Linked DNA regions of Mus musculus: all the other regions are linked to region 1. The links are chromatin contacts, called in public HiChIP or PLAC-seq and promoter capture Hi-C maps. All regions are on one chromosome and are shown on one strand. Each heading gives the region's core, a stretch centred on a gene start, on an enhancer-like site or on the middle of the called end of the contact. The rest is flanking DNA. Distances are from core to core; before and after follow the strand shown.

Region 1 (4,112 bases), core at 740-3,239:
ATAAATTTGCTTTCTAAGGTCAAACAGATGTCATGACCATAGGAACTTATTCTTTCTTTAACACTAACCTTGCACTTATTTCTTTTCCAAACATCCGATAAGTCATTAACTGAATCACTGGGCGTTGGGAGCAGTCATGGTGAGCATTCCATAATAGAAACATGGTTCTGTTCAATATCTGAATTATTCCCTTCTCTATAAAAACTAGTAAGATCACAATGCTACTGAAAAAAATTTAAGTGCTAGAGTGTAGATCCCAGCATCCTGAAAAACAACAAACAAACAAACAAACAAAAAACTAGGTCCGGTTTAATCTCAGGGCTATGAAGGACAGAAACAGGGGATCACTGAGGCTTGCTGAATGACAGCCTAGCCCAGGTTCAGTGAGAGACCTTGTCTCAAGGGAAATAAGGCAAAAAGTGATAGAGTAGGACACCCAACATTGTGTTCTGGCTACATACAGTATACACAAACACACGTGTCCGCGCCCCCCCCCCCCCCACATACCCTACTGAACCCTTCATCAAGTCTTGCCTCGTTTTCATATAGTGGAGACCATCTCTTGCTTCTTTTCTCTGTTTGTTGTAGTCCCCTTTCCCTGTAGTCTTCCTTTTCTTGCTTTATGCCATGCACCCTCCCCCATCCTCCACTCCCACTCCCTTTAGGAGGTTAAATAATCTTTTTCAGAAAAAAAAAATACACCTCTCAATTTCTTTTCCTTGCCAAGTAGGCCCGGTGAACAAGATGCACATAGTAACCATCATGACCCTCATCAGACTTCCACTAAGGCTTCCTAGTTTGCTGTTCAAAGGAGGGAAAGACCCAGGTCAAACAGAAAGCTGCTGAGAGCTGGCCAGGGCAGCAGCGCCCTTTCTGCTCAGAAGGCTTTCATAGAGGCACTGAGATTATCGCTGTCCACACATCGGTGCTGAATATTAAAGGCTGGGGTTTGCTCTCCTCTGTTCAATCCCTCCAGTTAGAGTCCATCAAGGCAGTATGATTGCTGTTTCGAAGGTGGGCATAGGGACGTTCTCTTATTCTCCCTCTAAGGGCAATCTGTATTCCACAAAGATTCTTGCTGTATTTTATGTGAAAGTACCAGCACAGCTTCAAGTCAGTGCCAAAGTTAAAATCTCCAGTGAGGGAAAAATAGAAAGTTCTGGGTTAATGAAACTTGCCACCTCCCTCACTGAGTCGATATGAAAGTCTTTGGGGCTCTGAACCTCCTCGTTGAAAATTTAAAACATGTTTCTATGTTAAAAACTCATGTTGCTAATCAATCAGTCTTCCTTTTCTCCTTTTTAATGTAAACACTGTAATGATGGTGGCCCTGGGCTCCAAATGATCTGGGGTCGAATTTTAGAAACTGCTTTAGTAGGGGTCAGAAGCAAGAGAGGAGGAATTACGAGTGATTTAAAACGCACTATAAAAATGTTGTTTCAACACTGTGTAGAGGAAGTGCTTATTTCCTTACAGGATTTGAAACAATGCATCAGGTAGCTTCGCTCCTCTGCTCCCAGCCTCTGAAAGATCAAAACACGAGTCCTAGATTGTGTCTGTTTTATAACAAATGCTGATACTCAAGAACCATTATAAGAATTCTATCATCACCAGGCACATTCATAGGAGATATAAGGTAAGATAGAGAAAATAGATGGAAGGCGGGGGTGGGAGGTAGGGAGTGAGGGGTAATTGTTGTGCTTCCTGCCTTGGGATCTTGGTAGTTATATTCAAATGAGGCGGTTCTCTTTGAAGAATGGAGATGTTTCTCACAGCTACAGTATTTATGAACAGGCAGCAGAACTGACCGATCCCACCAGTTTCTTTTCCTTTTCTTAATCCTTCCCTGCCTATTTTAGTCACTTCTCCACCCCGCCGGGAATACCATCCAGTTCTCAGTCCAGGTAGATCTGACGTCAAGAGATGGCTTTCGTCGATTTGACGTGTAAACACTCATTTCTATTCTGGTTGGTAAGGCTGGGGCTCCACTCAGTCGGGAGACTGAAGCACTTTAGTGAGCGCTCGCTCTCGCCGCCCAGCCTCTCCCAGTGAGCCTCTAGCTCTAGTAGAGCAACCCAGAGCCAGGAGAGGTTTTAAGCTGCTGGGTGGAAAGGTCGAGTCTAGCTGGTGTGTCTCTGATCTTGCTTCTTTTCTCCCAGCCCTTCCTACTTGTGTGAGAACAAGGTTTTGAGCCATGGAGCAAAGAGGTTGGACTCTGCAGTGTACTGCTTTCGCCTTCTTTTGCGTTTGGTGTGCACTAAACAGTGTAAAAGCAAAGAGGCAGTTTGTTAATGAATGGGCGGCGGAGATCCCCGGAGGGCAAGAAGCTGCCTCTGCCATCGCCGAAGAACTGGGGTATGACCTTTTGGGTCAGGTAAGAGTTTCCACTTTCGAAAAACTTTCTGGGGCTTAAGGACTCTGGTAGGGCTAAAGTGAAGTGGGAGCCGCTTGCGCTACCCGGCGCCCAGTGTCGCAAGCAGCTCGGAGAATCCTCCCCCTGCTCGCGCTTTTAGAGGAGAAATGCTTGCATTATTTACTGTTTGGGCTGGGCGCCGCTAAACAAGAGGAAGCTGCTCAGCCGACACTGTTCTCTCTGTTGTTGGCTCTAGACTTGAAATCCTCTTCCTCGAGGTTTGGAAAATGAAATAAAAAGCCTTTTACGTTTGTTCGGGGAACTTGAAGGTGCACAGGGGCTCTCGTCTATCTTGGGAAAGGAAGTGAGCTCGGTCCCCTGGGACACAGGAGGCTTGCGGCCAGAGCTGACGCTTTCCTTCTTTTTCAATATGGCAGCACCAGCTCCCAGTACTGAAAACAGGGGACAGGCAGGCTTGAAGATTCCTGAGTGTAAGGGCGCGCCCAGCTGCTGGTACTAGTGACTCCCCAGTCAGGTGATGGTGGTGGTAGTTCAGAATCTGTAGGGGAAACTGGAAGGGGATTAGGTAGGGGAAAAAGTCCGAGCATCGCCAGTGGGGGAGTTCAGGATTTTCCCTGATAACTTGTGAAGTCTGAGCTTCCTAACTTTGCATGGCCAGTGTCTTAGCATGGTCTGGTTGCAGAAATGACTGTGGGGAAAGGATCTCTTTCTGTCTTGTACCTCGGCCGTGTGCACAAACATTTCCTGGGGTTTTCGGGTTATGAGATAAACTGATATTTGTCCAAGTGTATGCTGAATTAACAGACAGGTGGGGAGGGGTGCGCAGAAGCATTAAGTTGGAGTCTGCTTGGCAGAGCAGTCCCAAAAGAGAATCACAGAGGGTGTGATTTCTAATCTGAGCATTTCTTTCCCTTGAAATGGAGTCAAACCCCTCACCATTGCCAGGGAAATTGTCCACAGTTAAGGGGGGAGAGGAGGGAGTAACGAGTTGTAAAACATTTTGGCGCGTTTTCTATTCTGGAGGTGGTGATTGAGACTCTGAAGTCACAGATGAGTAATCGGCGTAGGCAGTGTCTATTTCATACATCAAATCCACTAGGAAATATTCCTTCTCTAGCCAGAGGCTTCATTCTCTAACTTTGTGAGCTAAATGGTCCTGAAAGACCCAGCATGAAACTCAATAAAATTCCCAGAGCCTTTCTGAACAGTTCCAGGCTGTGCCTTAGGGACTGAAGACTAAAAGGAGGATAAGACATGCTAAGGACAATGGACCTGAATGCAATTTGTGTGAGAGATGTTGTAGTTGGTGGTTTAATTCAGCATGTTTTTTGATAGAAGGGGGAAAGGTAGAAGGGAATTTGGGGGGGGGGCATGAAAAAAAGCTACGGAAAATATCTACTACACAGGAGTTGAGTAAAGTCTGAGGCTGCCAGAAGAACATGGTGAGTAAGATTGGAGAAGTCACTCCAGGCATAGAAAATAGTTTACAGGGGAAACAGACACAAAGCTGCTTCGTATTGTTTGGTTATTGTGTATAATTCTTGAACATTTGGGAACCAAAGAGAGAGAGTAGCTGATGGAATTTTCCAGGTGGGTAATACAAGCATCATGGAAATTTGTATGTCCTAGGTGGGAGAGGTGGTATTTAGTCAGCAGCTTGATATTTGTGATGGGAAAAGAAAGAGAACATAAGACTCTCCTCCCCCACACGCCACACATCAATGTCATACACACATCT
Region 2 (4,112 bases), core at 1,111-3,610, 970 kb after region 1:
TCTCTACCTACACAGAGCTTTCTCCTGCAGATCTCAGAGCACTTGAACAGTAAGTACCATCCTGCCACATCGAATTGACACTTTCCCTCAAGACTTTGCCTTTAGGAGCTTAATGTGGACAAACTTAGAAGCTGGTCTGGGCACAATAGCTCTATGTCTAACAGAATACAGGCATGCTTGGAAAGGACTAAAAGAAGCGTATGTGCTCCTCCTGTATTCTCAGTTTTTATTGATGTGAAAGTTGGAAATAAAAGCCACACCTATTTTCCTCCCAGAAAGCACATTACTACGTTTTAAAGAAATGTTGTAGCTGCTACGTGGGAAATGCTTTTATTTTTCAAATGCTCTGTCGCTAACGTGACAGCATGATCACTTTCCTACAGTGCTGCTAACAGCACTCCAGATCTCCCCAGGAAGAGCATTATGGGGATTTTCCTCTCGGAAGGAACATCAAATTTGCTACTCCCCAAAGATGCACTTGATTTAAGCACAATTCAAAATCACTACAAACATAATAGCAACGAATGAAAATTTGTCAATTTAGTTAAAATGAATTGTCTAATCTAGAACGTAGTGGGAGTATAAAAGAGAATCGCAAAAACATTGACTCTGGAACTCAGTTTTTTGTTTTGGTTTTTTTTTTTGTTTGTTTGTTTGTTTTACAACTTTCCAAGAGTTTGGTCTCCTCAAAATGGGCGTTATGAGAGGAACCAGAGGGAAGAAAACTAACGGGAAGTGAAAATCATGCCCTTACTAGAAGGAAATAACTGTCGCATACAGGATGCGGGCCGCTTCAGTAGTTCCTGCAGACAGTTCCACTCTTGGTGACTTAGGCAGATCACTTACACCCTCCGTTGTCTGAAGGCTGTGCTACAGTGGCCAAGGACCTGTCCGTTCAGCAGTTCCTAGAAGGCACTTTCACAGGAGCAGGGCGGCGGTCTGGGGCGTGGCGGGGGTGGGCGCAGGCAGCCCTGGTTCCGCTCCTCCCGCCGGGCATGGTGATAATGAGGGTGGGGCCAGCGATGGCGGTGGAGTGCCTGGTGGTCCCCAGCCCATTCGCTGATATCGGCTTCTTCCTCCCGCACGCAGCACAGAACTCCTAGGCGCCTCCGCAGCCTCCGCCAGAGACGGCAGTCGCCCGCCTGGAAGAAAAGGTAGATCAAAGGGTTGATGGCGCTGTTGGCCACCTCTAGGACGCGCATCGCCGCCACCAGGCTCTCTCTCTCCCAGTCACCCGCGGGCTTCGATGACCAGGCGGCTGCCAAGCGAGCGGCGAAGTAGGGCAGGTCGCAGCCCACGAAGAGCAGTGCCAGCGCCAGGCTCATTTTCAAGCTTTGCACCTTGGCTTGGGGCAACGCGCTGGGCAAGGAGGCTCTGGCCATACTGGGCGACCAGGGCATCCTAGCCACCGGAGCCTGAGACCCACGCTGCCACCAGACACACAGCAGGTGGCCGCAAGAGAAGCCTAAGAGAGCGACCGGCGCCGCGAAGCCCACGATAGCTTCATAGAGCGCGTAGACCTGCAGGTGCCAGCGCGGCAGGGGCGCGAAGATGCCCCTGCAGCAATGCTTCCCTGGCCAGGCATTGGCGGTTGAAGATGGAGGAGCATCCCAGCGCACCACGAAGGTCGGAGGCAGCGCCAGTAGCAGAGCCAGCAGCCAGCTCAGGGCAGCCAGGGCACGTGCTGGCAACTGAGGGCCCTGAGGAATGCGCACCGCGAGCTGGCGCTCCAAGGCAATGAGCGCCACCAGGTGGGCGGAGGCGCCCCGCCCCGATGCCTGCAGCAGATGGGAAAGGCGACAAGCCAAGTCGCCCAGAGCCGGTCTCGGGTCGCCCAGCAGCTCCCAAGCCAGCTGCGACAATGCTGTTCCTCCACTTGCGTACAGGTCAGCCGCTGCTAGCTGCACAAGCAGGAAGTCCATCTTGCGACGCTTGGGACCCGGCCAGGGTCCGCTGCTACCGCCGCACAGGCGGCAGAGCACAGTGGTGTTGCCAGCTACCGCGGCCACCAGGATGATCCCCAAGAAGACCAGATGGATCCGGTGGCTGGGTGGCCCGCGTGGAGGCGAATGCGGTCCTGGGACAGAGGCTCCTTGCTCAGAAGTCAGGTTGAGACTCCAGCTTGGCTGAGTGGGTACAGAAAGGTTGGATGCGGGATTCAGAATTGCGAGGCTGAAAGGATCTTCCATCCTTAATCCGGAGGAAAGAGAGATACCGCTTAAAAGGCCAAAGTCTATGAGAGGTGGCGCGGGCCACACCGCTGGGTCTCGGCGATTTCCCAAAGTTAGTTGAAAAAGCACACACACCCAGGGTGAGATGGATACGCGTGGATTTGCGCTTAGTTGTTTGTATAGGTTGTTCTTGGTATTTGTCACTCAAATGTGGGTTGTATATTCGAGGAACACACATGATCCCTATTCTCCACCTTCTCCGCTTTTCGCTTCCTCCCCCTCCCCACTGCCCCCCCCCCCATCCCAGCAGAGCATCTTTCTAATCCACACAGCCGCCTCCCTCAGTGGCATCCGTGGACCTCTAGGCTCTGGAAATCTTGCCCTGTGACATATAGCCAGAAAGAAAGTTGTGCATGTGACCACTGCAAAGGCTAACTAATGTTAACTCAGAATCAATTATGAGATAGATAGTTCCTCGGCTGAGATAGTATCCCCACCCCCAACAATTAATTGTGTGATTGCTAACAGGAAAAATTACAAATGCTACTTTTGATAAAAAAAAAAAGAAAAGAATTTTTTTTTTTGTAATGCCATACGTCTGCGCTAGCTTGAGAAATACAAGGACACAAGAAACCAAGCAGGGTTCCTCTATTTCTCCACTTCCGACCCTGCTGGGCCAGCAGTCTACCACAGAACTACAACCAGTCCTAAATAGTAGTAATAGCTTTTTGAGCAGAGTCATTAGGTGAGCCTTTGATAGGGGTATACCTTCCTCTGCCTGCAGTGCTAGGACTTTAATCCGGAGAGAACTATGGGCCCTCCCTTTGCCTGGCAATTAGGAACAGAGAGGTCTGCAGATGCTTTCCAGTACTCTCTTTACTAGCATCAGGGGATGGCAGCCGCTCTCTCCTCTCAGTGATGCAAAACTCATTTTGTCAGTCTGAAGACAGTACTACCAGATTTTTATACAAATGGTGGTTCATGGATTGAGTCCTTCCTAGTATTTTCTTCTAGTGATGGATGTGTCACGCGGGCTTCTCTGTCTCCTGATTCTGTTTTCCAGCAGATGGGAGGTTGCTGGGAGGGACTACGCCTCCAATAAGCCCAGAGAAAAGGTGACTAAGAAAACCATACAGCAGCCAATTTTTAAAAAAGAAATCCAGTTCACAGGAAATGGTTTAGATTTAATGCTGCCACTTTTAGCCTCATTTCACAAACAATTCACTTTTCCCGTTGGAAGCATCAGTTTGTGCATCCATCAAATTAATCATGGTGAAAGTAAAATTTCTTGTACTTCCTGGTCTTGGGCCAGGGAGGAATGGGTGTCTGTTGCTTCCCAAGCTGTGGGAATGTTTGCAACCTACAGATGCATGAATTAGGGGGACTTGGTAGGATTCGTACCACCCTGCTGGTTGCTGTAGAAATCTCATTTTCCTAAGGTCTATCATTTTGGCTGGAGACATGTGTCGTTTTTCATTATCTATCCAGATCCTCATATTGGTCCTGATACATGGCAGATATCAATCAGTCAATATATGTCCAGTTGATGAATTAGTACCAATTTAAGGCATATCAGATAACTTTGAGCAAAGTTCTGGTCCTGACTATAAATGTATCACATAAGATGCTTTTCATGCCTTTGGTGCCAGTATCATCTAGAAGAGCCCAGTAGGGTCTGAGGGTGTGTGGATGCTGATGTCTCTCTTTGCTGGAACATGAAGGAAGAGGAACAGTGGCTACAATGAAGAGTTTCTTGGTACCGTGTGCTCCAGTCTTTCATTTCTGAGCAGCACCTGGCAACCCATGACTGCCTTACCAAACGTTAGTTCAATTATTTCTCAAAGTAATTCCACAGTTTGTTGGAATATTCTCATAAATAATATACCAAGATTCTACCACTGAAAGTTTATTCCATCGAACTTTAGAAAGACTTGATAAAAT
Region 3 (4,112 bases), core at 677-3,176, 930 kb after region 1:
ATAGCTGTCTCCTGAGAGGCTCTGCCAGTGCCTGACAAATACAGAGGTGGATGCTCTCAACCAACCATTGGACTGAACACAGAGTCCTCAATGGAGGAGCTAGAGAAAGGACCCAAGGAGCTGAAGGGGTTTGCAGCCCCATAGGAGAAACAACAATATGAACCAACCAGTATCTCCAGAGCTCCCAGGGACTAAACCACCAACCAAAGAGTACACATGGAGGAACCCATGGCTCCAGCAGCATAAGTAACAGAGGACGGCCTTGTTGAACATCAATGGGAGGAGAGGCCCTTAGTCCTGTGCAGGCTCGATGCCCCAGTGTAGGGGAATGCCGGGGCTGGGAAGCAAGAGTAGGTGGGTTGGTGAACAGTGGGAGGGGGTTTTCAGAAGGTAAACCACGAAAGGGGATAACATTTGAAATTTAAATAAAGAAAATATCTAATAAAAAAGAAATCTCTTGAAGAACAAGAAGGAGAAGGAGAAGCAGCACTGATACTTTCCAGGGAAGCTAATGAACGTCACGTTGAGTTATGAATCCTGCTGCTGTAGTCTTCCTACTAGGAAAAAAATAATGCCTTGGCTCTCCCTCCAAAATCACTGTTTTTAAAGTGCTATAGTGCTGGAGAACATAATTTTTAATACAGTTTTTGACAAAAAAAAATAAAAATAAAAAATGTTCTGTTCTACCATTGTCTTTAAAAATAAAAACTGTTTTGTTGTTCGTAGATCCCTAAAATTAGATTTCTTAAAGTGAGAATTCCATATAAAACTATTTGTTTTAGATAAGTGGATGGCCCCGACAGTTTTAAACACCTTTCTAATGTAGATAATTCATTCAAGTATAAAGTCACTGAAGACAAAAGACATGAAATTAAAGGTACTCACACTCATGTGTCACTCCTCTTGAGCAATGACTCAGGGACTCTTAGAGTGGGGACCTGGCCCACAAATTATCACAGTGCTTATCTCCAGGGTGACACCCTGGCTTTTAGGCTCAGGGAAGGGAAATGCTTTAGTCAGTAGCAGTTTGATGATAATAAATACATTTGACTAGCTACATTTCACTACCGCTTGGACACTTTGCGTGTAAATGTTCATTACTCCTCACAAAATTAAATATCTGTAAGCTCATATGTTGCTTGGTGTAACTTTCGTGTCACTAGCAGCCAGCGATTTATAAAAGAAAAGAAACAAAAAACAAAAAACATGTGGCCTGAAAGAAAATCATCTTGAAAGTCACAAAAACCGTTCGGCAAAAACGTATAGAGAGTTTTATATTCGCAGTGCACACATGTATCGGAAAAGATGGTTCTGAATGTTTATGTAGGAATGCTAATGTACAAGATTGTCTTCACAAATATCTAAAGTAAAACACTTGCCCAATTTAATGAAGCCGTGCAGCTGAGCGAATTACTGCCAATGTCTGGTATTAAAGATGACAAGGCGTTTCACCAGCGTCTGAATCCCGGACTGCTTCCTAAGAGGCCTGTATCATAGGGTGTGCAGAGGACAACCACGTTAAGGCACCTCTACTCTATACAGCTGGGTGCAACCGCAGGAAGCGCAGCAAGGCTGGTAGCCACCCCCATGGCTTTAGCAGTTCTCAAACCAGTTTTATTTGCTAAGAAGACAGGCCGCAGCTGCTAGATTGAGCGGCGCTAGGGACAGCACGGCAACCAGCAGTCGTCCCGACGGCCATCCCAGGAGAATATTTGGGGTGCGTGGGACGTCAGAAGGATTCGCTTTCATAGTTTATGGCACAAGTGCGGAAAAGCCTATTTAAATGGCTGCAGGTCCCGGCTGTGGCCCAACTGTCAAGGCGAACAGTTCACTGAGGCTCTTGCCAATGCCAGTCCACGAGGGTCCAAACGCTCCCTGCTCAGACACCCGAGGACTCGGAACCGCTGCCAGCGGACGCAGGAAGTGCAGGCCCGGGCGGTGTCCGACCGGAAGCAGCAGCGTGCCAGAAATCTCCGCCCCGCTCCCCTCACCCAATTCCCGCACCGCGAGAACCTAACTTACTGTGCTGGGGTCCTCGCCCCGCCCTCAACACCCAGCTCCCGCAGCCCCTGCGTCCTGCGCCTGCGCGACGCGAGTTTGTGAGGAGGCGGGGCAGGGGTCACGTGCTAGGAAGTACTGGCTCCCCTCCCGTCCCTCCATCAGGCTGCTGTCCTGTTTGTGGAATTTTTCTAGCTCTTGTGGGATATGAGTAGGTGCATCATTTTCTTTCTCTTTTCTTTTTTCAAAGAACGATAATCGGACTCACTCTAAATTTATCCAAATTTTAAATGCACTCAGCAATCTCATCCCTAAGCGAAATAATACCTAGAACATGGGAAAACTTTACAGCCATATACTGTATACCCAAAGGTCCAATTCCATACACTACACCATACAGGCTCCCATGTGTAATATGCTCTCTTTAACACAAATAACTCATTGCTTGAGATACAAATAGGTTAAGTATTTGTGTATACCAAAGCTTTTAAAAATTACTAGATTTAAGGGGAGATGGTGTGTTTTCACTTTCAATTTCTCTTTCAGTGTTACATTAAGAGCAACACAATAAGAACTCCCCATACTTATGCTCAGAGGTGCAAGCTAAATGAGTCTTACTGGTTTGCAAGCATTCTCTGTAAACTGGCACGTGGCAAGCTCTTATAGAGCCCACAACCCGGGCTGAAGTTGATCACTTGAACCCAAGTGTTGGGCAGCACAGACACCCTGCTTTAAAAAAAGAAAAAAGAAAAAAGAGGCCAGCAAGATGATTCATGGAGTAAGGGTGCTTGTAAACGGGACAGCCTGAGTTGTAGCCCAGAGCTCATTTAATGATGTAGGAACTGACTTAACAAACTATGCTGTAGCATGCATGTCCCTGCTCACACAGAATAATAAGGATTTTTTAAAATTAATGATCCTTTGATTCAATAGCTCATAATCTTGGCTAGGCTTTAGATCTGCCTAGGAATTAAAACAAACAAAACCAAAAAACAATAACAAAGCAACTTTGCCCAGTATACCAGATCAATGAAGTAAAAATCTTAGAAAGGATTCAATATATATTTTTGTTTTTTAATTTCTGAAAGCTTTTCATTTTTTCCCTCCCAGAAAGACCAACTGCAATCAGAGGGAGTGAAAGGTCAAGATTTTATTCATAACAAAATCAGCTTAGAACTGGATCACTTGGCCCTTTCTCTTCTTGTCGCCTCACAATTCAAAATGCTCACATCTCTTAATAGCCAGCATCCTCTTAGATCTGCAGTTGGGCTCAATGCACTCCAGTCTCAGCACAATCTTCTTTGTAGAAGCCTTTTTGCGGAAAATAGGCTTAGTTTGTCCACCATAGTCACTTTGTTTCCTGTCATAACGCTGCTTACAAAGAATCCTTGTCCTTCTTGTACTGTGTCACCTTGTGGGGTTGGTCCTTTCCATATTTCTTACAGAATATCTGGTGGACCCTAGGCATGTTCATCATGTTCACAGGATCACTAACTTCCAAAATTATTACACTGTGAATCCAAAATTGGACGTTGAAATCTGTATTTAACATACTAACACAGTGATTTCAGTGCCCCAAAGGACTGGGGACCTGAGACTCAGGGGTCTTGTTCACTTATCCTGGTGTGTTGCATACATTTTTTTTCTTTCAAGACAAAGTTTTGCTGTGTTATCCAGGTTGATCTCAGACTTGTGAGCTCAAATGATTCTCTCAAATCACCCTCCAAGTTTTCTCAAGTCACAGCACTCACAGGTGTGTGCCATCATATCTGGCTTATCCAAATATTTACAAAATGAGCCCCAACAAGTAAAACACAGAGAAGTCCAGAATAATAGCTCAGTGTTAGTTTCCTTCATACTATTCTGTTCACTATATAGTTTTAGGATAACCAGTGATATTTTATAGAACAATGTTTGTCTTGGATAGGGGTTTACTGTTGTGAACAGACACTATGACCAAGACAACTCTTATAAAGAGCACCTAACTGCGGCTGGCTTACAGGTTCAGAGGTTCAGTCCATTATCATCAAGGCAGGAACATGGCAGTGTCTAGGCAGGCAAGGGCCTGGAGGAGCTGAGTGTTTTACATGTTCTTCTAAAGGTAGACAGGAGAA
Region 4 (4,112 bases), core at 937-3,436, 850 kb after region 1:
GAGTGAATAACTGCCTATTTAATTCACTGCGCTTGAGGGCTCATCCAATCTGGGAAGTTGTACCCAGTGACGAATGTGTCGTCACAGACTGTGAGCACACACAATTGGAATTCCCTTTATAAACCATGACAGTCAAGATGTGACAAGAGTCAAGACCACAAAGCTTATTTTTCACCCATTTTGAAGATTTTGTGTTATCTATTTTATTCTTATAAAATGGCTGGCTCTTGGCTAAATGGACACAGGCAGGAAAGGGTTAACTCTCAAATTAAAACAAAACAAAACAAAAAGCAAATCCCAACATCCTAATTCATCTTCTCTTATGTTTTCTGTGTCTACTCCATTGATTCATTGCACATTTATTCAACAGTATACTGAATAAGTAATACTTTTAGGCTACAAAATCTTTCATAATAAAAGGGCTCAAAGTAACTGTGCCTACCAGTCCTCCCTAGTGGCATCTTTTGATACTGTCATCACTGTCATACTTGAAGGTTAGGTAGCATCCTTTCATTTATTTCAGCACACTGATATGAGTTTCCAGTTAAAGAGTGCTTTCTTTCCATAATAGGAAAATATGCTCAAGAAAATTTTCTCTTTACTTTTTACACATTTCTATTCAAAAGTATGCTAGTTCTCCTTAGCTCTGGTAGTTTTCTTAAAAAAAAAACTGTCTTTTTAATGTAAAAATCTCACATAATTTGTACCTTTTTTAAGACCCAAAAGTTTAAACATTTATATATTATGTATATATAGTAATCTTTAGCTGAAAAATATATAACTACAATATCAGCAAGAAATCACAGATTTAAAATTAAATGAAGACACTTGAAATACATAGTGCTACTGTGTTATGAAGATATTTGTAAGTCAGGGAGCTGTCTTCTTTGTCCTTTTATCAAACACTTCAGAGTCAAGCTACTCAAGAGACAAGCTAAGACTTATTTTATTCAACTATCATAAACATGAAGATTTATTTAAGTTCTTAGTGGTATTTCCAATTTATTAACCACTAAAACAAAAGGCTAATATATGAGCATTAGCACTATTAAAAACTAGTCTTTTCAGAGGTTAATAATCAACAAATAAGCCATTTAAAATTAGTTCTCAAATCCCATTCTTTTTTCCCTTGTTCCCATACTATTTTTGACCTGTCCCTGTCTAGAGTATTTTTGCCTACGTTGAGCTGTAAAGGGCAGTATTTATAGAACACATCTCCCTATCCTCCACGAGGTGGACATGAAAACATGACTCTTGGCCAGTGGAACTTCGCGACCCTGTTTGGGGTTGGCACATTCAACTGTCAGCTGTCCATCCACTAAAGAACAAGTCTTGAAACACAGTAACGGCTCTATATTGCCCTGGGGCCATTTTACCTTACAGACGTGACTGGGCTGCCCCCACCACCTCCAAATTGTAACAAAGGATGGGATTTGCCAAAAAATGTAAAAACACAAAAACAAACTAAAAAAACTCTCCAGGCAATCAGGAAATTAAGAAACAAGGGGAGGAGGGATCCAAAAAGGCAAGCTCCTTCCTCCTGGGCACCGCGCAGCCACTGCCCCTTACCCAGACGGGACAGTCGTGCACCACCAGCTTGACGTTCCCGAACGCACTGGCCTGGTACTCAGTGAACACCGGGCGCGCGACCGTGCTGGCCGCGTTCAGCAACAAGCTACTCTCGTCCCCCGACACCAGCGGGCTTCTTCCCAGGTATGTGCGGATGAGCCCCGACGGCCGGTTGTCCTGGTGGAACGTGTCGCCCTCGTTCCCCAACGCCACGATGTGGATGGACCTGCGGGGCCGAGAGGGGCGCGGTGAGCGGGTGGGTACAGCCAGGGCGCGTGGCACGTCCCGGACCCAGACCGTGGCAGAACGGCGACGCGTACGTACATGATCGCGGCTGGCAGGGCGGCGCGGAGATGGCAGCGGGCGGCCTGGCGGGGGCCCGGGCGACGCTCTCACTGCAGTCAGCTCATCCCCGGCCGCGGCCCTCCCGCTCCTACGACGCGGCGCTACCGACGCAGAGGAGCGGGCCGGGAGTGAGCGGCCGGCCGGGCGCTGGCAGCGCTGCGGTCCCTGGTCGCCGCTCCTGGCCGCCGCGCCTCCGCCCGGGCTCCGCCTCCGCTCGGCGGGGCCGGAGGCCCGCACGTGTCGCCCCGAGAGTCCGGCGCGCGGGGGAGCTGGCTGCTGGCCGAGGCCGCGGGACACAAAGGAGCGGTGGGCGCGGGGACGACGCCGGAGCCCGGGAGCAGCTCGCCGCCAATCCGCCTGCAGCAAGTTTCCTCAACTCGGAAGGCTGAAACCTGAGCCGGGAGCGGGGGAGGGGCGGCCTGGCCCCCGCCGGGGACCAGAAGAGAGCCCAGCCAGGAGGCAGCCCCCTGCCCACCCCGCGGTCCCGTACCCACCCCAGCCTTCGCAGAAAGTGTGTTATCGTTTTGTCAATTTACAACATGCGCTTTGGCTGTTTTGTAAAATCGTACTTGTGAAGAAGGAAAAAAAAAAAAGGCAACATTCATGCAGCTGCAGAAAAGGTTCTTTGTTCACGCACCAATTAATTTGCGGGTGCCACTTTGGAAAGGTCATTTACTATTGCAAGCTATATTTGGCATATTTTAACCAAGATTGTGGAATTTGAAGTGTTGGGATTTTTAATGTGTGTGGTTTAAAAAAAAAAGAAAAAAAAAAAAAAGAAAGTTGTAGCAGTTTACTTGGATTTTTTTCAGTACACATTCCAGTTACATTATTTAATAATAGCTCACTGAAAAAGAAGGATCATGTTAATGTAAGGATATTTTAGATTCTTTCGTGATGACACACAGAAGTAAAGCTTGTGGAGGCCCCAAAAGGGCCTCAGACTACCTCCAGTATAAAACACCATGAGGACTGCTAATACTAGGACAGGCCAAAGGCTACTCTGGGGCTCCCTCATAAATATTAAAATTCTCACAAGCATCTCACACACAGTTAAGAGTTCTTGTTTATCTTTTTGATTATTTGCTCTGCTTTGAAATTGGGCTTGTTTTCTCTGTTAAGTGGACCTGTTTTGAGAACTAGATGTTTAAAAGGTCCTGGGAAGACTGAGGAAAACAAGAAGCTGGGAGATGGCCACAACTGTTTATTAGGAATCAGTATTGCTCAGCTGAGACAGAATTAGCTTCCTGTCCATAGACAGGGCAGGGCAGGGGGCGTTCTCTATGTAGTTTACTTAGTCCTCTCTGTTCTTTGAGATAGGTCTTCCCTCCTCAGCCTCCCAAATAGCTGTAATTAGAGTCACTAGTAAAGACAAAACCAAACAAAAACAAAACCAGCCCAGGCTATATCGTGAGCTCCAGAAGAGCCAGTTACATAGTGAGACCCAGTCCTAAATAAATAAATAAATAAATAAATAAATAAATAAATAAATTTTTTCCTTTGTGTCCAAGTACAATGTTTTGTAGTTTCTGGAAATAACCATCCTGAAAGATGCAAATGTGCAGAGTCACAGTTCCTCTTGGATCAAAAGAAAGTATACGGTCTCATCAGTCTAATGGCCCACCAGTCAAACACCATGACACTGAAGTGCATAAATAGATAAAGAATATAGCTTACTGTGAGACTACGCCGGGGCCTAGCAAACACAGAAGTGGATGCTCACAGTCAGCTATTGGATGGATCGCAGGGCCCCCAAAGGAAGAGCTAGAGAAAGTACCCAAGGAGCTAAAGGGATCTGCAACCCTATAGGTGGAACAACTTTATGAACTAACCAGTATCCTGGAGCTCTTGTCTCTAGCTGCATATGTATCAAAAGATGGCCTAGTCGGCCATCACTGCAAAGAGAGTCCCATTGGACTTGCAAACTTTATATGCCCCAGTACAGGGGAACACCAGGCCAAAAAGTGGGAATGGGTGGGTAGGGGAGTGGGAAGGGGTAGGGTATGGGGGACTTTTGGGATAGCATTGGAAATGTAAACGAGGAAAATACCTAATAAAAAATTAAAAAAAAGAATATAGCTTACGTAAATATGAACCTTTTTTTTGAGTTGTTTTCTCCTGTACTGCCTAGGCTGATCTAGAACCCTTGGGCTTACTAAGCAGTCTTCCTAGATCAAATTTCCAGAGCAGTTGAGACT
Region 5 (4,112 bases), core at 768-3,267, 750 kb after region 1:
CATTCAGTTGGAGTAGTCTGTGTTCAGATCTAGGAGGCAAAACTAGGAGAGCTTGGCTATTCCATGTACTGCAGAGGACAGTAAAGATGCCTTTAACTTTCTGCCCTAGCCATAAGACAGATGATTGCGCTTAGAGGCTGAGCAGAAAGCTGGGCAGTTTGAACACTAAGTCTGAGAGGCTGAAGGCAGGGCTTCTCAGCAGACAATGCTTTCCTGAGACTTGGAGGGGAGGTCCACATATTATTAAATATTAGATAAGGGCTCAGATATTAGTCTCAACTAATCTGAACTGCAGGACAGACAATAGAGTTCTCCTGTATCCAGGTACTATCATTTATAAGATTTCAGGTAAATATAGTAGACTGCAAATCAGATGTTGTAAAATTATAGAAACAGTATACTCAGACAAGGATCTTCATCTGTCTGGAGTTTGGAGTTAGGCATAAAGTGAGACTCCAAGCCCCACGTGACTCTATACAGGTCTCTTGGGAGGTCCCCACATTTCTGCACATGATAAATTCACACTGGTTCTAGGATGCTTAAGTAACTGAGGCATTTCAACAGGCAGAGAGAGATAAGGAGGTCAGATTGCAACAAAGAGGAGGTAAGGAAAACAGGAGTGGCAAATATTGAGACAGGGCAGAATGCAAGAGACCGAAGATCATGGTGGTTCTCAAAATGATCTTTGAGATAGATGAGAGAGTCAGATTGTTAGGAAAAGGAGGAAGGGAAAGACCAGACAAATGAGAAGGAGAGAAAGACTCTAAAGGAACAGCCTGAGCTGGGTGCTTATTCCCCAGGGTCATGTGAACAGCAAGAACCCTCAAGAGGTCCTTGAAACAGCTGGCATCAGAAGGTTGCCAGAAAGTTAAGACTCTAGCCCTAAACTTGTTCAGAATTGTGGGAAGCTATGGGCTGAGAGGTCTACAACCCTGCCATGGGCCAGCCACCTCAGCCATGCAGCCAGGCCGCTTCTCCGTTGGCAGAACTCTCTCTCCGCTTCTTCTGTGGCCCTGACTATTACCATCTGACTGTTATTTTGCCATTTGATGTGGGTAACAGTGAGAGTGACAAAGAAAGCAGCCCCCAGAAGTCAGTTTACTTCTCTTTGGTCACAATGTGCACCAGAGCCGTCACCAGGACATGACTGTAGTCTGACCTCCTGTAAGATACTCTGGTTCTACTGTGGAGCTGGTTGCTTGCTTGGAAAGGTGCTTCAGTCTGACAGGAGTTTTCTCTTCGACTTGCTTATCTACCTCAGCACCACCTCCCAAAGCACCTCAGCTCACTGTCAAAACAAGTCAGACAGGAAAAGATCCACATTCTGTCTGGAATCTCAGGTCAGGGGTTATGGGAGAATTTGTTTCTTACTGAACTGCTATTCAAAGGTCACCAGCCCTAAGGCTTTTGGAGTAAGAGAGACCTATTAAAAAGCTTAGCTTCACAGGTAGGCCCCGTGGCAAAGTTCAGTCACAAATCTACCCCACTGAAAAGGGCTCATTGTTCACCATGAACTCAGAGCATGGCACCCCACTTTTTAAAGACAGAGAGAAAGTACAGACAAGCACATTTTTACATGTCAAGAACCAAGTCCACTAATCACACAAGTACCCACCTTACAGGGCAAAGAAAGCATGCCGGTGCAACCCACAAGGCCCAATCACTATGCAGTCCCCACATCCTATGAAGAGCCAAAGCTTTCCTGAATGGTTGTGTTTTTATTTTTCAAAACAACCGTGTTTCCAAAAGAAGAGAGAGAGAGAATTTGTTCTAAGAGGACCTGGGGCCTCCTACCCAGAAACTGGTCTGCGCTGTCTCTGCTACCCTAGAGGGTGACTTAGTTCTGTTCTTGGGGAGGACACAAGACAGCCTGTTATAGCTTACACAGCCAGTGTGCAATGGTAGGCCTAGGAAGTACTGACTCATACCAAAATGAACTGACTTTGGGGCTGGCCCTTTAAAACTGAAGCATCCTACTTGGTAACTCCTCCTCCAAGGAGGTTCCTTATTAAATGAGAGCTGCTGGCTAAGCGCCGCTGCATTACCGGACCATTACTTTCAACTGCACGTTCCTCCCTGGAGAAGCTGCAGCCTGTCAGCATGGCTCAGGAGTTTGTGAACTGCAAGATCCAGTCTGGGAAGGTGGTCGTGTTCATCAAGCCCACCTGCCCCTACTGCAGAAAGACCCAAGAAATCCTCAGTCAACTGCCTTTCAAACAAGGTCTTCTGGAGTTTGTGGACATCACAGCCACTAACAACACCAGTGCGATTCAAGATTATTTACAACAGCTCACCGGAGCGAGAACAGTGAGTGTGTTTAAATGCTAAGGAAGCGCTGGGGTGTTGCTGTTTCCTTTCCAGAGCTTTGTAGACAGCTAGCTGTGCCTTTTCTAGGATGCCGTTGCCTGGGCTCTGTCCTTCAAAGCAGCCAGAGGACTTTGCAGGGTGTGGGGGAGGGACTCAAGGGAAGACACTGCTCAAATGAGTGGGCAGCAGGACTGCCTGGGAGGACCAGAAGGCAGAACGCTGGTTGGTGTGTGGATAGTGGGCCTGACAGCTGGGCTGGCGGCAGTTAAGTGTTTATCTGAAGGCTTTGTTTTAAGCACTATTTTGAACTGGCAGTGTTCTTCTGGCAAGGCAGGAGGCAGCTTCGAGGCTGGATGTGATCTCTAGCTTTTATGTTATGGATGGGGGCCATAGGCACTCTCTTCCCCCTGTTAGCATGTAGTGGGGTCTGCGGCCCTTCCTTTTCTTTGCACTAGGCTTTCTTTCTTTATCACCTAGTTTGTCCATTCTTACCTAGCCCCACCCACTAGAAAAGTAAATCCTGGACTCCATTTTTGCCTGTGCTGCCTTAATTGTAGGATATTTTCAGGTCTGGTTATCATGATAACTTACTGTATGATCTGATGGATTCTTGCCTTGGAGATCCATCCTCAGTGACGCAGGCTGCAAGATTAGAGGGAGCGCTTCAAAGTCCTGTTCCACAAATCCATATGCAGCTCTCTAAGAACACCTTCCTCCTCAGAAAAGGCTTTCTTTGTGCCTGGGCTGCTGCTGGAATGCCCAGCTCAACAGACTCCAGTGCTGGAAAGTGAGCTTGTTGTACAGTTAACTGGAGTGTTGGGGACAAAGCCGAGGCAGCCCCAACAAGCCAAGAACCTTGGCCACCTGCCTCCAATACCAACTAAAGTGACGCGTGACAGTGAAAAGCAGAGGAAAGAAACTTCCTCAGTGAGGCTTCATTGGGAAGCTGAAAAAATACAGATGTCCATGGATGCCCAAGTCCATAAAATGTATGGTGTGTGTGTCTGTGTACCCTTGTTTACACAACAGCCCAGTGGTTAATGTTGGATGACTTATTTAATCACTCTCAGCCTTACTTTGGTGAGACACCGTCCTTCACTGAATCTGGAGTTCACAGGCTGGGATGGACTGGACTAGCTAGCAGCCAGAACGCCCCTGGGATCTTCCTATCTAGATCTCCCCAGCTTGTGATTTGCACCCAACTTTTTTCTGTGGATTCTGGGGGATCAAACTAAGGTCCTCACTCTCATGCATAAGCACTTACTGATGAGTTACTAGCCGAGCCATCTCCCTTCTTAACTAGAATCTCCTGTCATCTTCTTAAATGGAAAGCCCGGGGTTTGCAGGCCAGGTCCAGGTGAAAACCCCAGCCCCACCCCTCCCCCACTACCCCTGACTCACCTTAGTCTCAGGTCCAGTTGCTCTCCAGGGGTCAGAACTGTGTGAAATTCTCTTCCTGTGAGGTGGGTTTCTCCACTGACTAGCACCAGGATTTCAGCCTTTCCCAGCTCTGGTTTGGGGTGAAGGTGGGGGTGGGGGTGTGTTTGAGGTTCTTTGTTTTTACACAGTCTGATAGCTAAAGGGAGAGGCATGGGTGGTCTTTTTAGAGTATCCCCTTTCCTGGGAGAGCAGTCCCGCAAGCTCACTTCTTTTCAGGAGCACATTGCAGGGCAGTGTTGGAAGAAACACATTTTTTACTTGAGCTTTAGTGCGACTTGAATGGTTTTCTCTGGGATCTTGGTGTAAAGCATTGGGAATTATTTCATTCAAAAATCTGCATGGTAGTGCCAACCATAAGTGTGTAT
Region 6 (4,112 bases), core at 1,208-3,707, 710 kb after region 1:
CATTCCCAAAGTATGAGATAGAAAATTCTAGAAATAAACCGTTCTTAAGTTGTGAGATGGTATACATGCCCATAGCGCTGAGTATGATGTAAGATGGTATACATGCCCTTAGCGCTGAGTATGATGCCATCTCATCCTTCCCATAGGGTCCAGTCTATTGTATGAGTCATCCAGGCCATTGCATCCACTGTATATGCCACTACCCACTAGTCAGAGGATGAAGTCCTTGACTGTGTTCAATTCACCCTAACTCAATTACAGACCACAATGTATAAGACAACAGGTACAAGTCAGGTACACCAAAGATGAGCTATAAAATGTATTAGACAGAGTCGGGCATGGTGGCACACGCCTTTCATCCCAGCGCTCGGGAAGCAGAGGCAGGTGGATTTCCGAGTTCAAGGCCAGCCTGGTCTACCCTGTCTCGAAAAACAAAACAAACAAACAAGCAAAAAATGTATAAGACAGGATAAAAGTCTCCACTAATAAAAGAATTATGTTGGAGCTGCTAAGATCTTCTAACAATAAAATAAAAAAAAAAAAAGGAAAAGAAGAAGTCTGAACTAACTTTCTATGGCTTCACAAACTACAAAAGATACAGCCACATATATGATAAGATATATATGTATATATATAGTAAAACGGTGTGTATAGAGTTTAATACCATCCAAGTTTCAGGCATTCTATGGAGGTTACTCTCCTGCCCTCCAGGCAAAAGCAGAGCAGTATGATATTTGAGACTAACCCACTTTTGAAGGGCTGAGAGATAACAATTTCATACTTCAGATCTGTGCTAAATGTTGCTGCGATGAGTGGGTGGTGAGATGTGCCTTTAATCCCAGCACTCAGGAAACAGAGGCGGGTGGACTGGATGTCAGACTGATCTACATAGCCAGTTCCAAGAAGGTAGGCTTACATACTGAGACCTTATCGCAAAGTAAACTTTTAAGAAGAGGAAAGAAATAGTACTTATGAAATACTCAAAAGCCTCCGGTAAGCACCAGAACAGTTGCTGACCTCGAAGTTCAAATAATAGCCCAAGCGGAGGAAGTGGAAATGGTGACCCTCGTTTACAGAAAGTGAATCAGTCACAGCCAGGTTCTGAAATTCCGCATGAACTCATGCTGCCTGAAAAAGCCAGGCATCAACGGTGAGCAACCATGATCTCCGGCCAGCTAGGCACTTTGCTTTCCATTGGGTGGTGACGGTCAGATCTCATTGCTTCTGACAAAGGCCCTCGTCAAACCCATGAGTCATGGTTTGCGTAAGCCACCGCTGCTCAGTGAGAGCAGACCCACTTCCTGACTGCACAGTAGTAACTCTGACTTCCTGACAGCCAAGGCAGACAGGTGCGACAGTGCGGCGTGCAGCGCCATCTGCTGGATAGTGTGGGATAAGCAGCAGCCTGGAGTGGATGGTCTCTGAATTCTGTGAGCTTTGAGACTGCTAGCAGCCAGGCCTGACTGCAAGGCCTGCCAGGAACACTAGCAGAAATACATACCCTCTATCCAAACCATTCCTCGAGGTCCTTTCCTTGTTATAGAATGTGGTGTGGCAAGCACATATGCACATGTGTATTCAAGGTGTATATGTGTTATGTAAAGGGTACAAGATTGTACATGATCTCTGAACAAATAGAAAAAGTGACCATCACTACCCTCATTGCTGGATTTGTACTAAATTTTACAATTAACAGAAACTCATAAATAATCCTATATAATCCCTCACCTTTCTGTATAAGCAGAAAGGAGTAAGGGGTATCAAATACTAGCTCTGCTAGTAGAATTACTCATGACTTAGCCATGAGTGAGACGGCAGCTAACAAGGCTCCTCCTTTCTTTACCAAAGTCTTTGCCCACATGCAAATAAAGACTGGCTGAGCAACTGTTAGGAAGAGGAAATGAAGCAAAACCCAGCCAGCTATGACAAGTCTGACATCAAGCCTCAACTATTTCTGAGGCTGGAAGTGGGTCTCAGAAAACTCTGGCCAGCAATAGGTTTAGGTTTTGGCCAGATGCTACAGAGAAGGTTTCTAACATGAGACAAAATATCTGTTGGAGGAGGAACTGGCCTAGGCATTCATGGACACACAGCATAGGACTAAAGAACTCTGGCCAGGTCTCTTGCTTCCTACAGTTTCCCAGCCGTTGGTGCTCTGCCAGCCTCTGAACTACAGCAGATGTTGCTTCTTGCTTAAACGCTAACTGACTCATTCCCTCTAGACCATAAAGGTAACCAGCTCATCTGACCCCCAAATATAGAGGGATGATTGGAAGATGGTAGGTTTGTTTGTTTGTTGGGTTTTTTTGGTTTGGGTTTTTTTTTTTTTTGGCTTTGTTTTCAACTAGAATGTCAGACTGAGGAACGCCTGGAACAAATAGTTCTGGGTTAGAGGTCAGGGGACTGGCTGGACTCTAGGGCAAAAGCAAACAAGGCTTTTCACAGTGGCTTGCAGGGATATGGTGACAAACCTGCCTCCAGTGGACAGACAAGGAACACTGCTGGCTGGGCTCGACCTTAGGCAGCTGGAGCAGGCCAGGAAAACGTGTTATAGATTCTGCCTCTGCCCCTGTCACATGGAAGTACACAGCATAGGTAACAAGCCAGATGAGGCTGGATCGGCCTTGAGTGCCACAGATGGACCTCTTTTTTGGGTCTCCTATCTGCGAGGAACGGGTCTCTGGTTGCAGGTGGGCGAAGGAGTGGGGTGACAAACAGACACGACACGAGAGAGTATGTTGAATCTGAGTATAATGTCCAAACGAAAAACAGACTTTTTTATACAGAAGAAAAAACAAGAAAAGCCAGGCAGGACATATCTGCTGAATTACAGTGACACAAAACAAAAGGAATCTATACATCAAAAGATGGCGGGGACCAGGCCGCTGTTTACCACTTAGAATGGAGCCAGGTGTAATGCCAGTCTATTGTTAAGCCCACCACTAGGGGTTCTTAGTAAAAACTTGATTATGCTGTTCCTTTGGGCCTAGTGAAGAAACTGGTCCCAGGGGGATTCCCTAACTCTTTGATGGATAACTCACCTATTCACTAGGCCTTTGTATATTCCCTTGTTTGGGTGAGACTGGCTACTGTCCTAAGTAATCACTCTGCAGACCAGCCCTGAGCTATCCTAGCTCCATTCTTTGTAATTAGTTTCACCATCTCTACTAGAAGTGAATTTGAATGTTACTGAATAGGTATCATTCTTACTGAATTCCTACTGAATTCCAAGATTGTCAGCTTCAAGGATTTGGAACACTGGCAGAGGCTCACCTATGTCAAAATTCAACCTTTAAAGGCACTTATAATGAATCAATACTGAAAGAGAGCATACACCATACTAACGTGGGGATCGGGTTTGAGTATACGGGCTATGAGAATGCCAAGGTTCCAGGAGGCTGAATTTCCTTGAAACTCTTTGCCTCGCGACTGCCTCCAGGCTTTTCAACCCCGACAGGCAGACTTCACTGGAGTGGGCATAGCACTTGAGAGCTCTGGACTTGAACGTGTCTCACTGTAATGTGGCAGCACTGGTGCCATAGCACTGGAATAGCACTGCAGTGTAGACCAGTAGCTGCTGTGAGGCCCTCCCAGCCCTGTGGCTGCTAAGCTTTACCCCATCCATTCCACAACACACATGGTTCTGTTACTGTCACAGGATTGGGCCGCATGTACATGAGACATGGCAAAGGAACATGGTCTTTGCAATCGTTTGCCATCTAGTGAAACCGTCTATACAGACTGGCATAGTTTGCAGACTCCAGGAGGCAGTTTGAATTTGCTGGGTCACCACAGATGATATATTTGTCAACATCTGTTTTCACAGATCTAGCTCACTCCTGCCAGCAGTAGGCCTGGGTTCCCCCTGAAGCCAAGAGTCCCTAACAGCAGAAAAAACAAACAAGTGCCAGGTGCCAGGTGTGGGTCTAAACTTTAGACTCTAAAACTGTGGTTCTCAACCTCCCTAATGCTATGACCTTCATATTGTGGTAACTCTCAAACATAACATTATTTTGTTACTACTTCATAAATGTAATTTCGTTATTGTTATATTATCTGTATACTGATAATATACAGATTATCTGATATGTGAACCCAAGGGGAGGGGGGCA
Region 7 (4,112 bases), core at 602-3,101, 690 kb after region 1:
ATGAGTGCAAAAGAGTCATACTGGATGAGTGACACACAAGAGTACAGGTCAGATATCACTACTGGACTCCAGTTTCGACCAGCCTGCTTTAGGAGTTTGGTCTCTGACTTAGTGTTAGTCTTCTAGAGGGGCCCACTAATATCTCCTCACTGGCCACTTACATTCTCCTTCCATGTGGTTTAGTGTTTCCCAGAGAGAAGTGAAATAAATGTTTTGCATGGAAGGTAAACTTTGCACCACCCTGCCTGCACTCGTAAGTCAGCTCTCAGTGCTTTGTCTCCTCCAGACGATAAACATCACCTTTAGCTTGCACAGTGCTTCACTTGAGGCTGGTCCTTGGGTCACTAGTGGCCTCTAGGACTTCTGCTAATACAGTCCCCACTCCTACCATTTCTATTGTGCCTTGCAAAAATGAAATGCCACGGCCAGCTTTGCTTCCCACTTGTTGATGGGGCCACTGTTCCTGGCCTTTGTAGCATTGTATGTGGATCCCCCTTTAGTTGTGAGAAAGGGGACTTGACACTGCTATGCCTTTGTCTTGATCTTTATGCATTCAGCTATATCATAACTGCCCGTCGTGCTGAAAAAGTGGCCTATTCTTATCACTCCACAACTGCAGTCCATGATGTCTTTTCATCTTAGTAACTTGATAACTTGCTAGCATTGTTAGCTATTCTAACCCCTTTTAGAAGATTAAAGATATATAGCTTTTATATAATTTTTCAAAAAGAAATTGAGGTTTTGTAGATCTCTCAATTTCCTTTCTCTGAAAAGAAAAGGAGAAAGTCGCATCACTGAGAAACCCCAGGATGGCCAATTGCACCATTTCCTGTCTACTATGAGGTCTGGCATGGTGGTGATCTAAAATTTGCAATGGCTGTGCATGATGAAAATTACAAGGGTATTTCTGAAATTGCCCCTTTGTCCTCATTATGAGTGTTCTCCACCAGTGCCTAGTTACTTAAAAATATGTGGCTGTACTTAAATATTTAACAAAACAACGGGCATCTATTATCCCATGCAGTAACTGCAGCTAGAAGCAGCTTAGCTGGGTAGTTCTAGTTTAATATCCCTCAAAATGTTAGAATCAAGCCATCAGCTGAAGCTTGAGTTGTGTCAGGCCTTAACCTTCCCAGAGAATCTACTGTGCAGCTTACTCCATGGCTGTTGGCTGGATCCCCCTTTTCCTCACCATGCATAACTGTTCCTAGGCTGAGAAAGTGTCCTTACAGAAGGGTGATAGACTGAAAGAAGGGAAAGAGATAGACAAAATCCAGATGAAAGCCAGTAGTTTATAACCCAATACTTGAGGTGCAGACTTAGCTTATATAGCATTTCAGACATTTCTCTGCTGGGTCCACAACAGCCTTCAGCCATACTCTCTTCAGGACTGCGATGACAACCCTATGCCCATGTGCTTTTGTAAAAAATAAAACGTAGAATTGAACTCTGAAGAGTTTTCCAAAAAAGTCTAGAATTGTGGACTGAATGTTATACAGTATTCTATGATGGGTCTAGTCAGCATCTTGCCTCGGATTGCCTGCCCCAGGCCAAGGAGGGAGGAAATATGAGACGTAATCAAGTTTGAGAAGTAGAAAGGCTTGCTTCTAGAGCTCCTGCCTTAGTGGAAATCATCCATCCATTAAAACATGACACATTTAACCTATGGCAACACTGACACTTTAAAAAAAAAGTAAGAATTGTTGCCTTCAAAAGGGCTGCAATCCAAATCTCAGTGCCAAGCAAAAACAACTACCAGGTGCCAAAACTGAATGCCAAGGTAAAGCTGATGCTAGAAACCAAATAATGAGGCCTCTCTGATGAGAGCACAGCCTGACAGTAGAAGCAGGCCAGGGCAGAAGGGTCAAGTTTGGACAATAGGTCCTGACTACCACCCAGCAACTCAGCCAGCATGGGAAGAGGGAACATGAACTAACCGAGAATTCTTAAATGATTTGACCTGGTTGTCTTCCTAACTCCCAGCCTGGGACTTACTGGTAGTCTAGAATAAAATGAAAACATGGCCTTTGCCTTCTTTGCTCTGTTGCTAAAAGTGTACTCTGAGTTGGATCTGACCCAAAAACCCCCTCCTCAGGGTGTTCACAGTCTGGGAAGCTGCTAAGAAAGGGAAGGAATCAGTCTTGCCCAGCTGTGATCTATGAAGCACAACCATGGCTAGCATGGAGATACCCCTGAAAGCACAGTAGCAGTAGCACTTATATCTTGGAGGTGACCAACACCTACTGATTGGATGTAAGGCATGTGCAACAGGACAGAAATCATTTATGGTAATGGAAACCTAACCAACTATCCAGGTCTAGTGAGATCATGAGTCATAGAGAACCTTTACTAAACCAAGATAATTCCTAACTGAATTCTAAATGCTTATCCTTAGACCCACACATAAGTCCAGGTTAACAAAAAGGTGATCATTTAAAAAAAAAACAAAACAAAAAACCCAACAACTCCTCCTTGCAGCAGACAAAAAAACATTACAAAAATCACAACTGCTTGATTTCAAAGAGAAACTGATCCTGGGGATGCCCAGTCTCAGTTGATATATCCACAACACAACCCCACACCTAAGGCTCAAGAAACATCACAGAAGATTAATGGAAAGATTGTAAGAGCCACGGGACCAGGAAGTCTGCTTTCAGGTTGTTTCTCCTAGAAATGATAGGGAAGCTACATCCATCAATAATATGGACGCCTAAATAGATCTAAACAATAACACTAATACACATACTAACATGGAAGGAGGACATCTCATGGGGGGCACCCCGAAACTAAAAACTACAGATAGCTAATGTGAGAGGGAGAACAGACTTGTCCTCAGGATGCGTTAATGCTAAAATGGTTTACCATTTTACCCTGAAATCGGAAATTCTAGATTACCCTGAAATCGGAAATATGCAACACTAAACAAACTTAAGCAGGTGTGCCAAAAAAGAAAAAGAGGCCATGAATTTGAGGGGGAAATCAAGCCAAGGAATATGGGGGAGTAGAAGAGATGTTCTTCCTCTTAAATTCCAAAACAAGAAAAATTTGGATAGGGAAAAAGAATAACCAACAAGATCTTTAAGAACTGGAGGGGGGGGGGGCTAGGTGAGGATGTGATGGTGCATGCCTTTAATCCCAGCACTTGAAGACAGAAAGCAAGTGGATCTCTTTGAGTTGGAGGCCAGCCTGGTCTGCATAGTGACTTCCAGGCTATCCAGAGCTACATAGAGAGACCCTATTTCAAACAAACAAAAGAATTAGACCAAGCAGAAGATAAAAGGAAATACACTCTGCAAAAATCCCAAACAGTGGACACTGGACATAGTAAAAGTAGAAGTTCCCCATCCCAACCAGTTGTAGAAGTAACTACAAGAGTACACTAGTTCGCTGGGCGTGGTGGCACACGCCTTTAATCCCAGCACTTGGGAGGCAGAGGCAGGCAGATTTCTGAGTTCAAGGCCAGCCTGGTCTACAGAGTGAGTTCCAGGTCATCCAGGGCTATACAGAGAAACCCTGTCTCAAAACAAAACAACAACAACAACAAAAAAAAAACAAAAACAAAAAAAGAGTACACATATTCACATATTCATGCAGTGATTTTTTTCCTGCTGTCCAAATATCAAACATCAGTTTTTACTTAACAACATTGCCTGAACTAATGTTAATCTCTCATGACCACGTTCATTCCTAGCAGTTACATGCTTTCTCATTATTTTTAAACATTAAATTAATTGTGAAATCTGGAATTTGCAACAATATCCAGACACTTCTCCCTATCTAAGTGTTTCACATTTAATAACTGAGCCCTTCACAGTCTACTGCACCTCGTAAAACCTCTTAAAAACCTAAAATCATGAAAAATTGTTCCAAATTTTAAAAAAAACAATTTTACATTAATTTCTAGATGCGAGAAATTAAGTTTGTTTCTTGAACTTGGCAGCTTCCAGAGGCAGCTATAAATCGAGAGGAAGAAATGGAGGCCATTTCATTTCCCTTCCCAGGCTTTGGGTCTCTGTCCTGTGCTATAGTACACGTCACGTTTACTTTAATGCACTTGGTTCTTTAACCAAGACTCTGGATGTGTTTCTTTTGCCCTGTGTTTAAAAGGACCC

Evidence for each region. Promoter capture Hi-C pulls out the DNA fragments that hold promoters and counts their contacts. HiChIP or PLAC-seq counts read pairs in DNA pulled down with a chosen protein or histone mark.
Region 2: a contact with region 1 is called in an H3K4me3 HiChIP or PLAC-seq map of bone marrow-derived macrophages, with 2.6 times the contacts expected there. The contact joins the promoter of Gpr150 here to the promoter of Pcsk1 in region 1. A contact is called at or near these places in 7 of 39 promoter capture datasets (the 3T3-L1 cell line, embryonic stem cells, hippocampal neurons and 3 more) and 1 of 115 datasets of contacts at active chromatin or transcription factors (bone marrow-derived macrophages).
Region 3: a promoter capture Hi-C map of hippocampal neurons shows a contact between it and region 1, with 4 times the contacts expected there. The contact joins the promoter of Rfesd here to the promoter of Pcsk1 in region 1. A contact is called at or near these places in 5 of 39 promoter capture datasets (the 3T3-L1 cell line, cranial neural crest, hippocampal neurons and 2 more).
Region 4: a promoter capture Hi-C map of stem cell-derived epiblast-like cells shows a contact between it and region 1, with 4 times the contacts expected there. The contact joins the promoter of Rhobtb3 here to the promoter of Pcsk1 in region 1. A contact is called at or near these places in 6 of 39 promoter capture datasets (the C10 cell line, cranial neural crest, hippocampal neurons and 2 more).
Region 5: a promoter capture Hi-C map of liver shows a contact between it and region 1, with 7 times the contacts expected there. The contact joins the promoter of Glrx here to the promoter of Pcsk1 in region 1. A contact is called at or near these places in 10 of 39 promoter capture datasets (cranial neural crest, embryonic stem cells, hippocampal neurons and 4 more), 1 of 484 Hi-C or Micro-C datasets (LSK cells) and 3 of 115 datasets of contacts at active chromatin or transcription factors (acute myeloid leukemia, astrocytes and embryonic stem cells).
Region 6: a promoter capture Hi-C map of hippocampal neurons shows a contact between it and region 1, with 4 times the contacts expected there. The contact joins the enhancer-like site here to the promoter of Pcsk1 in region 1. A contact is called at or near these places in 5 of 39 promoter capture datasets (embryonic stem cells, hippocampal neurons, liver and 1 more), 1 of 15 datasets of contacts at CTCF or cohesin (large pre-B cells), 1 of 484 Hi-C or Micro-C datasets (cerebral cortex) and 3 of 115 datasets of contacts at active chromatin or transcription factors (bone marrow-derived macrophages and embryonic stem cells).
Region 7: a contact with region 1 is called in a promoter capture Hi-C map of liver, with 2.9 times the contacts expected there. The contact joins the enhancer-like site here to the promoter of Pcsk1 in region 1. A contact is called at or near these places in 7 of 39 promoter capture datasets (cranial neural crest, embryonic stem cells, hippocampal neurons and 3 more) and 1 of 9 other capture datasets (embryonic stem cells).

The regions. Positions count from the first base shown.
Region 1 is chr13:75,087,868-75,091,979 of GRCm38.p6, forward strand. Pcsk1 (proprotein convertase subtilisin/kexin type 1) reads left to right here and starts at 1,990. Exons shown (of 14, transcript NM_013628.3): 1 at 1,990-2,374. The coding sequence starts at 2,195.
Region 2 is chr13:76,054,636-76,058,747 of GRCm38.p6, forward strand. Gpr150 (G protein-coupled receptor 150) reads right to left here and starts at 2,361. Exons shown (of 1, transcript NM_175495.2): 1 at 216-2,361. The coding sequence starts at 2,189. The coding sequence ends at 906.
Region 3 is chr13:76,016,636-76,020,747 of GRCm38.p6, forward strand. Rfesd (Rieske (Fe-S) domain containing) reads right to left here and starts at 1,927. Exons shown (of 4, transcript NM_178916.5): 1 at 886-1,927. It also overlaps the pseudogene Gm4165.
Region 4 is chr13:75,941,638-75,945,749 of GRCm38.p6, forward strand. It overlaps Rhobtb3 (Rho-related BTB domain containing 3), which reads right to left and starts at 2,187. Exons shown (of 12, transcript NM_028493.2): 1 at 1,894-2,187; 2 at 1,570-1,795. The coding sequence starts at 1,895.
Region 5 is chr13:75,837,869-75,841,980 of GRCm38.p6, forward strand. It overlaps Glrx (glutaredoxin), which reads left to right and starts at 2,018. Exons shown (of 3, transcript NM_053108.4): 1 at 2,018-2,307. The coding sequence starts at 2,101. Gm41005 (a long non-coding RNA gene) reads right to left here and starts at 3,200. Exons shown (of 2, transcript XR_873685.2): 1 at 2,899-3,200.
Region 6 is chr13:75,796,669-75,800,780 of GRCm38.p6, forward strand. No RefSeq gene overlaps it. Among named protein-coding and RNA genes, the nearest start is that of Glrx, 41 kb to the right of the region's middle. Within about 2 kb of position 2,458, at least 154 of the 459 cell types and tissues checked have an H3K27ac peak or open chromatin away from gene starts, as enhancers often do. A contact at or near this core is called in bone marrow-derived macrophages, cerebral cortex, hippocampal neurons and 1 more, where this site is marked.
Region 7 is chr13:75,778,525-75,782,636 of GRCm38.p6, forward strand. No RefSeq gene overlaps it. Among named protein-coding and RNA genes, the nearest start is that of Glrx, 59 kb to the right of the region's middle. Within about 2 kb of position 1,852, at least 5 of the 459 cell types and tissues checked have an H3K27ac peak or open chromatin away from gene starts, as enhancers often do. A contact at or near this core is called in liver, where this site is marked.